Regions from separate parts of the Sus scrofa genome. Here region 2 is linked to region 1. A link is a contact called in public HiChIP or PLAC-seq data. All regions are on one chromosome and are shown on one strand. The core of a region is the stretch at or near the end of the contact, and the rest is flanking DNA. Distances in the headings are between cores, read along the strand shown.

What was found. HiChIP or PLAC-seq counts read pairs in DNA pulled down with a chosen protein or histone mark.
Region 2: an H3K27ac HiChIP or PLAC-seq map of alveolar macrophages shows a contact between it and region 1. The contact joins two enhancer-like sites. A contact is called at or near these places in 3 of 47 Hi-C or Micro-C datasets (epiblast stem cells, fetal heart ventricle and skeletal muscle) and 2 of 2 datasets of contacts at active chromatin or transcription factors (alveolar macrophages and skeletal muscle).

The regions. Positions count from the first base shown.
Region 1 is chr15:91,872,798-91,879,633 of Sscrofa11.1, forward strand. No RefSeq gene overlaps it. Among named protein-coding and RNA genes, the nearest start is that of ZSWIM2, 11 kb to the left of the region's middle. Within about 2 kb of position 3,009, at least 2 of the 83 cell types and tissues checked have an H3K27ac peak or open chromatin away from gene starts, as enhancers often do. A contact at or near this core is called in alveolar macrophages, where this site is marked.
Region 2 is chr15:92,141,082-92,147,917 of Sscrofa11.1, forward strand. No RefSeq gene overlaps it. Among named protein-coding and RNA genes, the nearest start is that of CALCRL, 140 kb to the right of the region's middle. Within about 2 kb of position 3,715, at least 1 of the 83 cell types and tissues checked has an H3K27ac peak or open chromatin away from gene starts, as enhancers often do. A contact at or near this core is called in alveolar macrophages, where this site is marked.

The sequences.
Region 1 (6,836 bases), core at 1,759-4,258:
AGTATAAGAGGTCTAAGACCTAATTAACGGAAGCTTCAGAAAAAGACCAAAGAAGGGAAAAAAGAAGAAAACTCTAAAGAAACAGTTCAAAAACTTTTCTATAACTGAAAAGCATTAATTAACTAATTGAAAAGGGCTTATAAAGTGTAAAAATCACATCTGCTGAGGTGGGCATATAGGTTGGACATTGAACCTGCCCTAGGGGGTAACCTCTGTGCATAAGTGTAATTGTGCAATGCCCACCTCTGTGGGGTATGCCATGGCCCTAATGGCCATTACCGAGGTCCATGAATGTAAAAATTTCATAATCATGGGGACAGAGAGATTTTAAACTCTGTATGTGTGTGTGTGTGTGTGTGTGTGTGTGTGAGAGAGAGAGAGAGAGAGAGAGAGAGAGAGAGAGAGAGAGGGAGAGTTCAACTGACTAAAGGTTCTAGAATCAGAATTTCACTTCTGGAATTCCCATTATGGTTCAGTGGCAAGTAACCCCACTAGCATCCATGAGGTTGCGGGTTTGATCCTTGCCCAGTAGGTTACGGATCTGGTGTTTCTGCGAGCTGCAGTGTAGGTGAACAGACATGGCTCAGATCCCGTGTTGCTGTGGCTCTGGTGTAGGCCAGCAGCTGTAGCTCTGATTTGACCCCTAGCCTGGGAATTTCCAAATGCTTCACGTGCCCCCCCCGCCAAAAAAAAACCCCAAAAAACAAAAAAAGGAATATTACTTTTCACCAACAACACTGAAACTATAAGACATGGCCTTCAAAGTTCTAAAGAAAAGTGATTTCAAATTTCACGATCCATACCTAGCCAAACTTAGTATTATACAAATAGGATAAAAACATTTTTAGACATGTAAGGTTTTAGAATATTTACCCCCACCTCCATTAATTGTTTTCCCCTCAGGAAGCTACTGGAGTACATGTTCCCCCTAAAACACAGAAGTAAACTAATAAAAAGAAAGACTCAGGCTACTGGACACAGGAAATCTAATGGAGATACATGTAGGAGGAATTCCCAGGATGATAACTGTATAAGGAGAAGAAAAACAGTCCAGACTGGAGCAGTTCTGAAAACTCCAGACTTTTTTTAAGGAATAAAATTGATGGATAATGTCATAGAATACGTGATAGGTCCACATTTTTGAGAGGTTATTTGGGGATGATTTTTAGAGTTTCTGGTTAAATCGGTGATAGGAATAAACAATATAAGATCTCTTATATGCCACCTCAGGTTATCTTGGTCATAATTCTTTTGGTAGCTTTTGGGTAACTGCTTCCTTATGTGGGTCCAACCTGAACAGTATCTCATCTCTAGGCTTGAATTCCTCAGGTTGACCTGTTGCTGTTGAATATGAGATGTCCTGGTGACCAACTGTCCTGGTCTGTCCAGTTCTAAGGGGAGTGCCAGGTAGCAGGACTTTCAACACTAACCTGGGCAAAACCATGGGCAAGCCAGTATGACTGGGACTTGGAAATGCTGGGAATTTAACACCCCTGGGGAGACTAATGGGAGACAGGGACTGGTTGATAAATTGATTCCCTGCCCCATTCCATACTCTCCTGAAATATAGACTCTGAAGACATTCCTGCAAGATAGAACAATCAGCTATTTTTGATACCAACCAGAGATCAGTTTCAATAATTCATTCCCTCGTTTTTGCTTATATTATTTTCCTGCCTGCCTCTCCTTTCCTTTACTCCTGTGCTCCTGGATTTTTACCCCATGGTAAAATACTGGCATATATGTTTTACCTTAGACTTGATTTTCTAGGGAACCAGGCTTGCTTAGAAGCAAACAAACAAATAAACCCTTCTTCAACAAATAATTCTAGGAATAAAAATATTGTACAGAAATGCAAAACATGTGTAGTTTACTACATGGATTTACTCTGACCAATATTTACATATTCATGTTTTAACATACTGAATAATGACATAAATAAAAGTATGCTGGAACTCTCTTGTGGGAAGGAGAGGATGGGAAGGATGAATGTATGTGGTAGGGTAGGGGTGAAAAAAAGCTAAACCCTTAATTTCCATAGTGGGAAATACATGGAAAAATTAAAAAGTCATTTGAAGATTTCCTGTTGTGGCTCAGCTGTAATGAACCCGATTGGTATCCATGAGGACATGGGTTTGATCCCTGGCCTTGCTCAATGGGTTAAAGGATCTGGCATTGCCGTGAGCTGTGCTATATAGGTTGCAGACATGGCTTAGATCTGGCATTGCTGTGGCCATGGCCTAGGACAGCAGCTGTAGCTCCAATTCGACCCCTAACCTGGAAACTTCTATATGCCGCAGGTGCAGCTCCCCCCCAAAAAAGACAAAAGTCATTTGAAGATATAGATATAAAAATAAAATCAACTAGTAATAGAAGAAGAAGAAGGGTGTAGAGTGGTAGGGGCTAATTTTTAATAAACATTGATTATAAATATATTCACTCAAACTTTGATTAAAATGAAAATAAAGAAAACTCCATGGTTACTTTCAAGTAAATCTAATTTTCATAGGAGGTGTTATTATTTGGGATCCGATACCAACTGCTTTCAATTGCTTTCAAGTAATTTCTTACCAAGGTCATATTGTTTTTTGGCATATATTTATATGTGTAATGCATGCACACGTGTGTGTGTGTGTGTGTGTGTGTGTGATTTACTTCATAAGTTAGTTAACATCTGAAAAGCTTAAAAACAGGATTTCTTGACAGCACTAGAATCCTGTTTTTATTCCACTAGGTGGCAGCATAGCACTGTGAATCTGAACGTTGCTGGGTGACCAATTATTAAACCATTGCTTGTTCATAAACAGGTTTTTATTTATCTTTCCAAGAATGATGATGTGAATTGTACACTTAATAATGTAATCAGTTTGTGTGTTATAATTACTGTCTACTCAAATGCTTATTTTATTTTACCTATTCAAATTACTGTCAGCTGCTGGGGTGGTAATCTACATCAAGGGACTAGAAAAAGAAAGCAATTACACACAGGAATGACAGTAATGAGTAAGTTTCCTGCATCTGTAGTTTGGGTTTTCAGTAAGTGGCTCTTTTCCTCAATAGGTTATGAAAGACATTTGGCCAATAGAGAAGATCAAACATGTAATATTTCCTTCTTCTGTTATCTAGTTTATAAATGTGTTTTAAAGGATATGAGCAATAACTGAATAGCTTAGTGTCATGCTGACTGGTAAACTTTATTATTAGGAGGATGTATTGAATAATTTATAAGTTAGATATTTTTAACTTATCCCCCCCCCCACTACCCAATGTAGCATCACTGGTTTTAGCTTTATGTTGACTTGACATTAATTCATCTGAACATCAGCTTCATCTTACATTAAATAGTGAAGATATGCCCTAGGTTATATCTTCAAAGGCCAGAAATAGCTTTATATCAAAAAAGTTATTTCATATTTAGTTCCGTTTTCCTTAGTATGCCAAAAATTTGTCATTTTGCTTAATACAACTAATACTATATTTTAAAGGAAAAATAACATGCTAAAGTATTTTTCAAATAAAAGTACATAAAAATGCATTGAAGTGAATCATTTGGAGTATTTTCTTTTAATGTGGTCAACATTGTAATATGTTTTCAGCCATAAAGGGTAGGGGGATCCTGTGGAAATGTATTCTTATTTTAATAAAGCATTACAAAACTCATTAATTAGTTAATTTGGGGCCATGATCTTCTAATTTTTCTTTGAGAATTTTCCTCAAACCTTACAGGAAATTGCACTCTTTCATGCTATTTTTTCATAGGAAAAGACAATTTCAGTGTTAATTTATTCACAATACTAAATTACATAACAAGAGACCATTATCAAACAACATAGAGAGTATAGAAATTTTAGGATATAGGATTATTCCATATTGTAGGGAAAGAGTATAAAGAAATATTAAGTAAATTGATATCTCTTAAGGCCTTCCTTTTATGGCAAAAAAAATAAATCTTTAAAAAATTTGTTGGATAAATTTTATGATACACCTCTAAGATGAGGCTTTATCACACACATACACATGTATACACATCTATATACACAAGGAAAAATCTATCTTTATCTTCTGTTTATTATAATTAGAATAGTACCTGGAACATAAGAGGTGTGTAATAAATATTTGTTAAAAGGATACATTAATAGATATGAACAGAGAAAACACATGTGTAAGAGTTTTTTCCATAAAACTTAGTCACATATAGAAGCAGAAGTTTGAGAAACTGAGAAAGACTATTGGGGTCTTCCTATTTAGAAGGTTTCATAGTGGCTTTCATTAAAATTTGAGATTCCAGAAGAGGCACAAGTTTGGTAGGAAAGATAATGAGTTCAGATTTTCCATTTTGAGGCAGTGTAGCAGACAGTAAAGTGAAGCTGTCTGACAGGTATTGACTATAAAGCATTTGCATTAGATGGAAATGTTTGAGCTGGAGATACAGAAATTACCATGATGGAGGGGTCACGGAAGTGGATTAGATTATCAAGGCAGAGATATCTGTGAGGAAAGGAAAAGGCCAATGGCGGAAATCCTGCAGAAGAACATTTTAGGATTGATAGTGGAAGATGGTATTGGAAAGCAGGCTCAAAAGGAAGGAATAAAGTGGTGGCATAAAGAGTAGTGAATTTCAAGAAAAATGGAGTGGTTGTCAGAGTCAAATGCCGCAAAGAAGTTCAGACATTTGTGCAATAAAAGAAGTTCATGGATGTATAGATGGGGAAATTGTCAGTGACTCTTATATGAGTGGTTCAGTGGCGTTACGAGAATGAATTACTGCGTACAGTATGACTGAGGACTATGTGGAAAGTGAGAAAGTGAAGACAGTGTATATATACTGAGTCTACATTTTGATGGAATATGGACACTCAAAGAAAGGGAGAAAGAGAACATGGCACTCAGTGCTGCTAAAGCCAGCTGACCCAAGGGTGAGATTTACCAGGGCAGGGCACCAGTGGTCTTCAAACTAAGGTATGTATACTTCTGGAAGTCCGCAAAGACTTTAAAAAGTAAATGGGTTTAGAGTAATTTTAAGAGATTCGACATCCTCTTTTCCCATATCCACTCTTTCCAAATATTAGCTGGTCTGAGAACTTCAGTTAGAACATTGTTTTGTCTTTTCTACTTCCTTTTGCAACCATACATCTTCCACTTTAGAAAACAAAATTATATCTTAAGCCCAATCTGGTGTGAAAAATCATTGAGGCACTAAACAAAAGGAAATTTTGTACTGATGGTAAGAAAGTGAAAGTCTCTAATAGCTCAGAAACAAATTCTTTTGACAATCAAGGGTTTCTAATACTTTGCTTTCAAAACAATAGAAGGAGCTAATAGATCATTAAAGTATGCTTTTTGATAACAAATCACCATGATATTTGGCAAATAATTTGAAAGGCTTCAATAGTTGAGTTATATTGCTAATATCAAAGCTTTCATTTCCATCCGTCTTATCCCACATTGTTATGTAAACAGTTTTGCTCAGTATTTATAAAAACAAAGTAGAAATTAAATCCATTTATAAAAACAACAAAGTAGAAATTAAACACTGCCTTCTTTCCACATAAGTGATATTTATTCATTGTTACATAAACTAATTAAAAAACAAAAAACCAAATGATGAAAAGAATTCTAGAGGGTACAAAGGAAAGTGTTGGGAAAGAGAATAGCATTGGGCAGTTAGGGTTGAAAAATCCTTGAGTGGTTCAGAAATGACAGCATATGAAAGGAAAGCTCAGTGAGGGGCTTGAATTTTATGCTGGACTGGTTGACAGCCATATAATGGGATTAATGCCTCAAGGTTTGAAGCTTCTAAGCTGATGGAGACAGAGGCCTCTGGCAATGTCAGCTGTCCAGAGAGGCCAACTAACTGTGACTATAACTTTTCCTAAGGATTCATGACTTTTAGAAAGGTATTTAGGACAACAGTGACTGTGACTGGATGGATCCTGAAGAGAACCCTCCCGTGGTGCTAGAGACTCTATGATCCTAAGAAAATGCACCTGACTGACAAGTGAGAGCCTGTTTTCTTCAATGTAGTATTCTCAGGGCTTAGAAACCTGGCTGGCAGAGGGTGCTCAAATATTTTCTGTTTAATGAATTGGCGAAGACTGGAGGTACCCAAGACTCCTGAGTCTTAACTTAGTGGAACTAATTTGAATTGCCAATCTGTAATAATGCCTATTGGATTTTATGTTCACTCTATATAGAATGGAAAAAAAAATAGGTTTCAATTATATACATATGCTTATATGATTCAGTTTGAAAGTTCTCTTGTGCATAAATCTTATATCTCTTTCATTACCTAAAACAAAGGATGGAGATGCTATAAAAATGCAAAAAAAAAAATCCAGTATAATTCAATTGACAATACTATTAAATTACATTCTATATACCATAATCAAATTATTTGTTTATAAAGACATGTCTGAAAGAATATTTATGAGTTTGGATTTTAGCAGAGAAGTAACAGGCTAAAACTGCTAAACAGACTTGGTGTTATGGAGTTTAAAATGTCACCAATTTAGCTTTTAATAACCCAGAATGATCATGTAAAATAAGAAGACTAGCAACAATCTCTGACACTTTGGGAACATGGGGCTGACTTTGAAGTTAAGAACTATTTTTAGATTAAAAGTCTTAATGATATTTTCTGTCAATTAAAATGACTGTAATTAACAGCTATTTCAGTCAAGTTGTTTAATTGCAAATTATAGAAATCCAACTTTAATTAGTTTTTTTTAAAAGTGGGAAATTATTGGCTCAGAAAAGTTGGAAACCCAGGATGCAAGTAGCTTTAACATAGCTGGATGCAGGAGCTTAAATAACATTATCAAGACCCACCTTCCCTT
Region 2 (6,836 bases), core at 2,465-4,964, 270 kb after region 1:
GATATCTCAAGAGCAGGAGTTACCAGTTGCAGCTTAGGGGTAATGAACCTCAGTAATAACCATGAGGATGTGAGTTCAATACCTGGCCTCCCTCAGTGGGTTAAGGATCTGACGTTGCTCTGAGCTGTGGTGTAGGTTGCAGACATGGCTCAGATCTGGTGTTGATGTGACTGTGGCATAGGCCAGCAGCTACAGCTCCAATTCGACCCCTAGGCTGGGAACTTCCATGTGCTGCAGGTGTGGCCCTGAAAAAAGAAAAAAATATATATCTAAAGAGCAGTGTCAAGGATATTTGGCTAGAAACTAGGATCCAGTTTTAAAAAGTTTATAGTAAGGCCAAGGAAAAGTCTTAGCAAATACTATTAGTCTTGGGACAAAAGAGACTAAGGTTTTTAATTTATTTCTGGTGGAAAATGTGATATATTAGTGAGAATGAAAATTGAGTAGGAGTCAAGGTAAGAGTTGAGGAAAAGAGGAAGTAGGGGCCATAGGAGTCAAAAACATTTTCTTCAAAGAATTACTTGTAAACATTGATTAGTATTTTTTCTATAGGATTTTATCAAATAAATGCTTGTAATATATCTTTGAATCTTACTGACATTATTTTCAACCAGATTATTCTCCTTTTGTGACCCAGTGCTATAAAAAATTAAATATGTATTGTGCACATCACCCTAATAAACATAATTCAAAATATGCACTAAAGAAATGTCTTTCGTTTTTAGTGTTTCAAGTGAGGATTAGGAAAAAAAATCATTGAGAATGTAATCTATATTAAAAATGTGCCTGAGAAAACAATTACGCAGAGTAACTGTGTTCAGAAAGACGTGTGTCTCATCATAACATTTTGACCAGCTTTGATTTATTGAGGAGCTGACTAGTAAATCATGACAATGGTAGGAAGTACACGAGGATCAGAGACTCCTCCAGTGTTACTGTAATTTCTACAAAGTGTTTCCTCTTTGATACTACTTGTTTGTAATAGTTTAAGACCATTCTTTGCTCCTGGCGCAGAAAATAGAATTCCCCCTTTTCTTTTCCAATTCCTTAGAAGATAATCTTTAGTTGTTTAATAAATGCTATTTCATGTAAGAAAGATTGATTTATTCATAAAATAGTTTAGCTTCTGTTGATTGGGATTTCATATTATAATGACCTACTTATTTTTGCTTTCACTCTTGACCAAATTCTAACTTTAGGTTAACTTTATTTATTCTTTTTAGAATCCAGTGAGTAAAAACAGGACATTTTAAAACCCTCTTTCAAATGGCAAAGTTCAGTGGGGTTTGCACACTGGTAATAAAGACCATTTGGAAAATGAAACTGATTGTGTAAACATGACACAAATTTGTGTTAGGCTAATGCCTTTTAAATAATTCAAAGTGAGAACTTTAAAACTGAATCATATAAATCCATTTTGAATTTTGTTATGGGAGAGTAACATAATCTGGTTCTGTGGACCAGGCAGGCACTATGTAGCCTTAGTCCATTAGACATTCTGGTCCTTCTTTGACTCATTACAGAGTGAGAAAATTGGACTGCGTAATTCCCTGGGCCCTAGAACTCTGTGATTCTGATTGCCTCTTTCTGCTTCATGAATATGACTCTAATATGTACAGGCCAAAACATGTCATAGGTATAACTTCATGTTGAAGACATTGTGAGCTATGAGTATGTAATTAATTGAATAAATCTCTGAAGCCTGCTTTGAAAGGGAATCAATACAACTTAAGCTTCTGTGTCTTTGAAATTGTTCTTTCCTTTGCTTATAATTCCTTTCTCCAGTCTTTCACATGGTAGGCTTATTGCAGTTTGAATGTCACCCTCTCTATGTTGTACTTTCTGGTCACCTGTTACGGGGAAAGAGTAGAAAATTCTTTAAAGAGGTCCAGTTATCCCCTGAGAAATTTGTTTGTAAAACTTCTCTAGAAGATTTATTTTAGGAAAGTGATTTAATGGTCCAGGCGATTATAGACACATTATTTTGACATAATGAGTTAAATAGTATATTGGAAAAATTTGAAAATGCAAATGTAATGAGTTTAATTGATTAAAAGACAGTGTTGTTTTGGAATTAAGCAATAATTGCAGATGTTGAGTTTACTACCTGAAAAATGTGCTGATTCAAGATGCCTTAAATGTTGAAAGCATCTGATTGGTTATTAAACACTGTCTTAGAAAAGTATTGACTCAGTTCTTTCTTTCTTTCTTCCTTCCTTCCTTTCTTTCTTTCTTTCTTTCTTTCTTTCTTTCTTTCTTTCTTTCTTTCTTTCTTTCTTTCTTTCTTTCTTTCCTTTCTTTCCTTTCTTTCCTTTCTTTTCTTTCTTTCGCCCAGCATGCAGCATCCATGAGAAAAGTTAATACATTAACTACAACGTTATTAAAGTAGTAACTATATCCTTACAATATTGAAACAGTCACTGATAGAGTTGGAGTCCTCAAGACTCTGAGTGATGAATGTAATGGCTTTGAGGAGTTCTGGCCAGGAATTTTTGTGAAATGTATCTCAGTTTGGGATTGTCTAATGTCTTCCTTATAGTTAGATTATGGTTATGGGTTTTAGGGAGAATAACCAAAGAGGTGAAATACCATTTTTAGGTAATAGGGTTTACATTCTCTTCATTATGGTAGGCCATTGTTCTGATTATATGATTTTATGTTCTACAGATTACATATTATTGATAGAAAAGGTTTTGTGTATGAATTTATTTATCTGTTTAATATCTGCTTCCCAATAATATAGAAGGTCAATCCTGCTATATAGCACAGGGAACTATATCTAATCACCTGTGATGGAATAAAATGGATGATAATGTGAGAAAAGGAATGTATATATGTGTGTAACCAGGTCACTTTGCTGTACAGCAGAAATTGACAGAACATTGTAAATCAACTATAATAAAAATTTTTTTAAAAGTACATCAAGTTGTCCATTAACTGTCCAAAACCCCATTCCAAGCTAGAATCTATCTGATGTAAAGGAATTCAAACATAGTTTCTACTCAGGAAGAAGTTTGGAACTACTACATTAGCAATTAAAAGCAGTTTAAGTGTAAAAGAGAAATAAAAGGTCAGATCCAAGAAAGCAAATGTTTGGCTATCTTGGTCATTACTCTATCTCCAGAGTCTTGAAGAGTGTGGGACATTTAGCAGGATGCAATGAATATTTGTTAAAGAATAAATGAATGAATGTATCTTATATTTTGGAAGCTGAATCCCAACTCAACTGTGATTGTATGATGTGGCTCATATATAGAGTAATATACTAAGGCAAGTTCTCTGTATTTGGGTATAATATCAAGAAGTCACATTTTGAGTTTTAGAACAAATTAATAAATAGTAGTTGAGGTTAGTCACCTATGGAGTACACTAATCTAAGAGGTGCCTTTAGATTGAAATATTATTCCATAAATCAAATCAGGAAGATCAAAGTTTACTTAAATTCAATCATGGGGAACAATAAGTATCCTTTGAGAGGTATATCAAGTAAGTATCCAGTCAGAACAAGGAAAATAAAAGGAACTTAATACTAGGAATTGGCTAAGATGTTAGAAATTTGAAAAACAAACACAAGCAAGTGAAAATTAGGAACATCAGGATATTACTCCACGAAGCTGAAGAAACAGCAGGGAAATCTTTATTGCCTGTGACCTATGCCACTGAGGCTGTTGCTTCTGGAACTGAGATGTCTGTGTAAGAACCCAGGATACGAACTGTACTTGCCTTCTGATGCTACTTCTGCTTCCACTGTAACAACTGCTTAAAAACACTGCCAGAGCTAGAAAAAAATCCTCCTCCTCCTCTTCCTACTTTTCAATCTTCCACCAGGCAAGAGGTGACTAATAGGTAGTCACATCTGACAAGGGGCCTAGGTAATGTATTTGCAGACTTTCTGTGCCAGGAATGGAGAGGAGGCTTAGGTGAGAGACACCAGTCACAGTGAACACAGAAGGAATGACTGAACCATAACCAAGATATTATATGATCAATAAGGTCAGTAAATGTTTACTAAAAAATTACTATGAAGAAGGTATAGAAGATATAAACAAGATGTTATGTGAGATATTTGGGAAACCTCAAGTGTGTAAGATATAAGCCCTGGCTACTGTAAGAACTATTGTAGTGGGAACACATACATCCATAATTAAAAATATTCAAGGCAGGTGGTAACAAGTATCCTACTAGGAATATAAACAAAGTAGTAAGTAAGGACAAAAAAAAATCATTAACTTTAATTGAGGAAACCTCTGGTTAAAAGGGTTGAACTATGTAACCTAATTGACTTGGTTTCATTTATTCACTAGTCTACCTATCTATTCAACATTTATGTATTCTTATATTCAAAAGGTATTTTTTGAGGCAATAGGGCAGACCAGTTGAAGGCAGACCAGAGAGAGATGGCATCCCCTCATTTTATCTAACCAACATAGCTATTTTTCAGTAGACCAAAAATCTATTCTACGTGAAACTTCTGGTGTATCAAATAATCAGTGGTGTCAGGATGTGTTCTCATGTGTTCTCCTCTTACCCCAACTTTTCTGCATTTTACGTAAAAGACTAACAGACTTTCATAAGAAATGTAGAAATTTAATTGGACCTTGACCATGCAAGGATTGAAAAACCTATCCTACCCCAAGTTCCATTTCTATATCCTAAAAAAAATATTAAAAAAAAAAAAAAAAAAGGAGTTCCCGTCGTGGCGCAGTGGTTAACGAACCCCACTAGGAACCATGAGGTTGCGGGTTCGATCCTTGCCCTTGCTCAGTGGGTTAACGATCCGGCATTGCCGTGAGCTGTGGTGTAGGTTGCAGACGCGGCTCGGATCCAGCGTTGCTGTGGCGTAGGCTGGTGGCTTCAGCTCCGATTCAACCCCTAGCCTGGGAGCCTCCATATGCCATGAGAGCGGCCCAAGAAAATGGCAAAAAGACAAAAAAAATAAAAAATAAAAAATAAAAAAATATTCATGCAAAATAGCAAAAGAAACTTTCTTTATAAAATGAAACCTATGTATCAGACACTAGTCTTAGGCTAAGTAAAATGATAATATTTTGTGAGAGAAAACTGCTAGACATTAGTTAGAAAATGTAGCCCCATAATAATGAGATTTAGAAAATAAAATATAGGACAATTCAGATAGACTTAAAAGTTTAGAAACCTCTGGAATATATTGAGCAAGAAGTGACATGATATGTTTTAACTGGGGTAACTATTGAAACTGGGATAACTGGGGTAACTGGAAAACTATTAAAATAATCCAGTTCAGAGATATGGTAAAAAGTAGTTGATTTCTAAGTATACATTGAAGGTAGAACAGACAGGATTTCTAAGTATACATTGAAGGAAGAACAGACAGGAGTGGATATAAGTATAAGGGAAAGAGAGAAGTCAAAGATTGTCCCATCTTTAATGGCTTAAGCAACTTGAAGACGGAGGTGCTGTATTTCATATGGAGAAGATGGTAGAAGCAGAAATTTGTAAGGACAACTAAAGATTTCAATTTTGGACTAGTAGAGCTTGTTATGCCTATTAAATTTCCAAGTGAAGGTGTCAAGTAGGCATCTGAATATAGGAGTAAAGTTCACAGGCATGATCCTGGACCAGATGTATACATGTGAGAATTGCTAGAGTATAGATGGTGTTTAAATCCATATAACCAAAAATGATCACCTAGGGAATAAGTGTAGATAGGAAAATTTAGATGGTAAAAACTAAAGCCTTTCACTACTTATAGGTTAGAGAGATGAGGAAACATCAACAGAAGGGATTGAGGAGAAGAAACCAATAAACTAGGAGGACAACTAAGAGAGTGTGGTGCCTCAGAATCCAAGTAAAGAACACAGTCCTAAGGAGGAAGGAATGATCATTTGTACCAAATGCTGCTGTTAAGTCAGGTTTAGTGAGGCAAGAGAATTGCCATAAAATCCAAGTTAACACAGTATTTTTAAGAACATTATTAAAAGGTGTTTTTTTAATTTAATTTTTTTTTTTTTTGGTCTTTTTAGGGCCTCACCCATGGCATATGGAGGTTCCCAGGCTAGGGGTCGAATTGGAGCTGTAGCCACCAGCCTACTCCAGAGCCACAGCAACGTGGGATCCTAGCCATGTCTGCCACGTACACCACAGCTCACCGGCCATGCTGGGTCCTTAACCCACTGAGCAAGGGCAAGGATCGAACCCGCATCCTCATGGATGCTAGTCAGGTTCGTTAACTGCTGAACCATGACAGAAACTCCCATTATTAAAAGTTTTAAACTGCATGTATCTATGGACACTTCTTTTTTCATAGAATTGGCTATGTCCTCAACGAATTCATTTGTTGTCTCAAATATTCTGAGTAAAAGAACCTCTTCAGATGGTGCTATAGTCAGTATCTGAACTGTAGACTTGATCTATTGGTCTCAAGGTTTTGGTGTCAAAGAATATGCCCTGTGTCTTAGAGAAAGGTGCATTAACATGATTTTTTTTCTATCTGGTTGGATTACAGATTTCAGTAACATGAAGAAGAAACATTTTTTCCATTTTTACATGAAAGGGGAAAAAAAACCTCACACACTTGCTTGAAGGCTTACTATTGCTTTTTTCCAATTTTAAGTAAGAAATTTTTCTCTTCTAACTTCCCTATGAACTTTAAGTATCTAGTAGACCAAATTTATACTCAGAATTCCCTTGCCAACTGTCGTAAATAGAATTAGATACGCTTTTTTCCTAACAAATGATCCTAAATTATATACATCTCATTTATATAAATACAACTATAAGAAAACATTTAGGTACAATGTACATGGGATATTTAAAAATAGAGGCACAATATATAGTATATTCATCACTATTAAGTG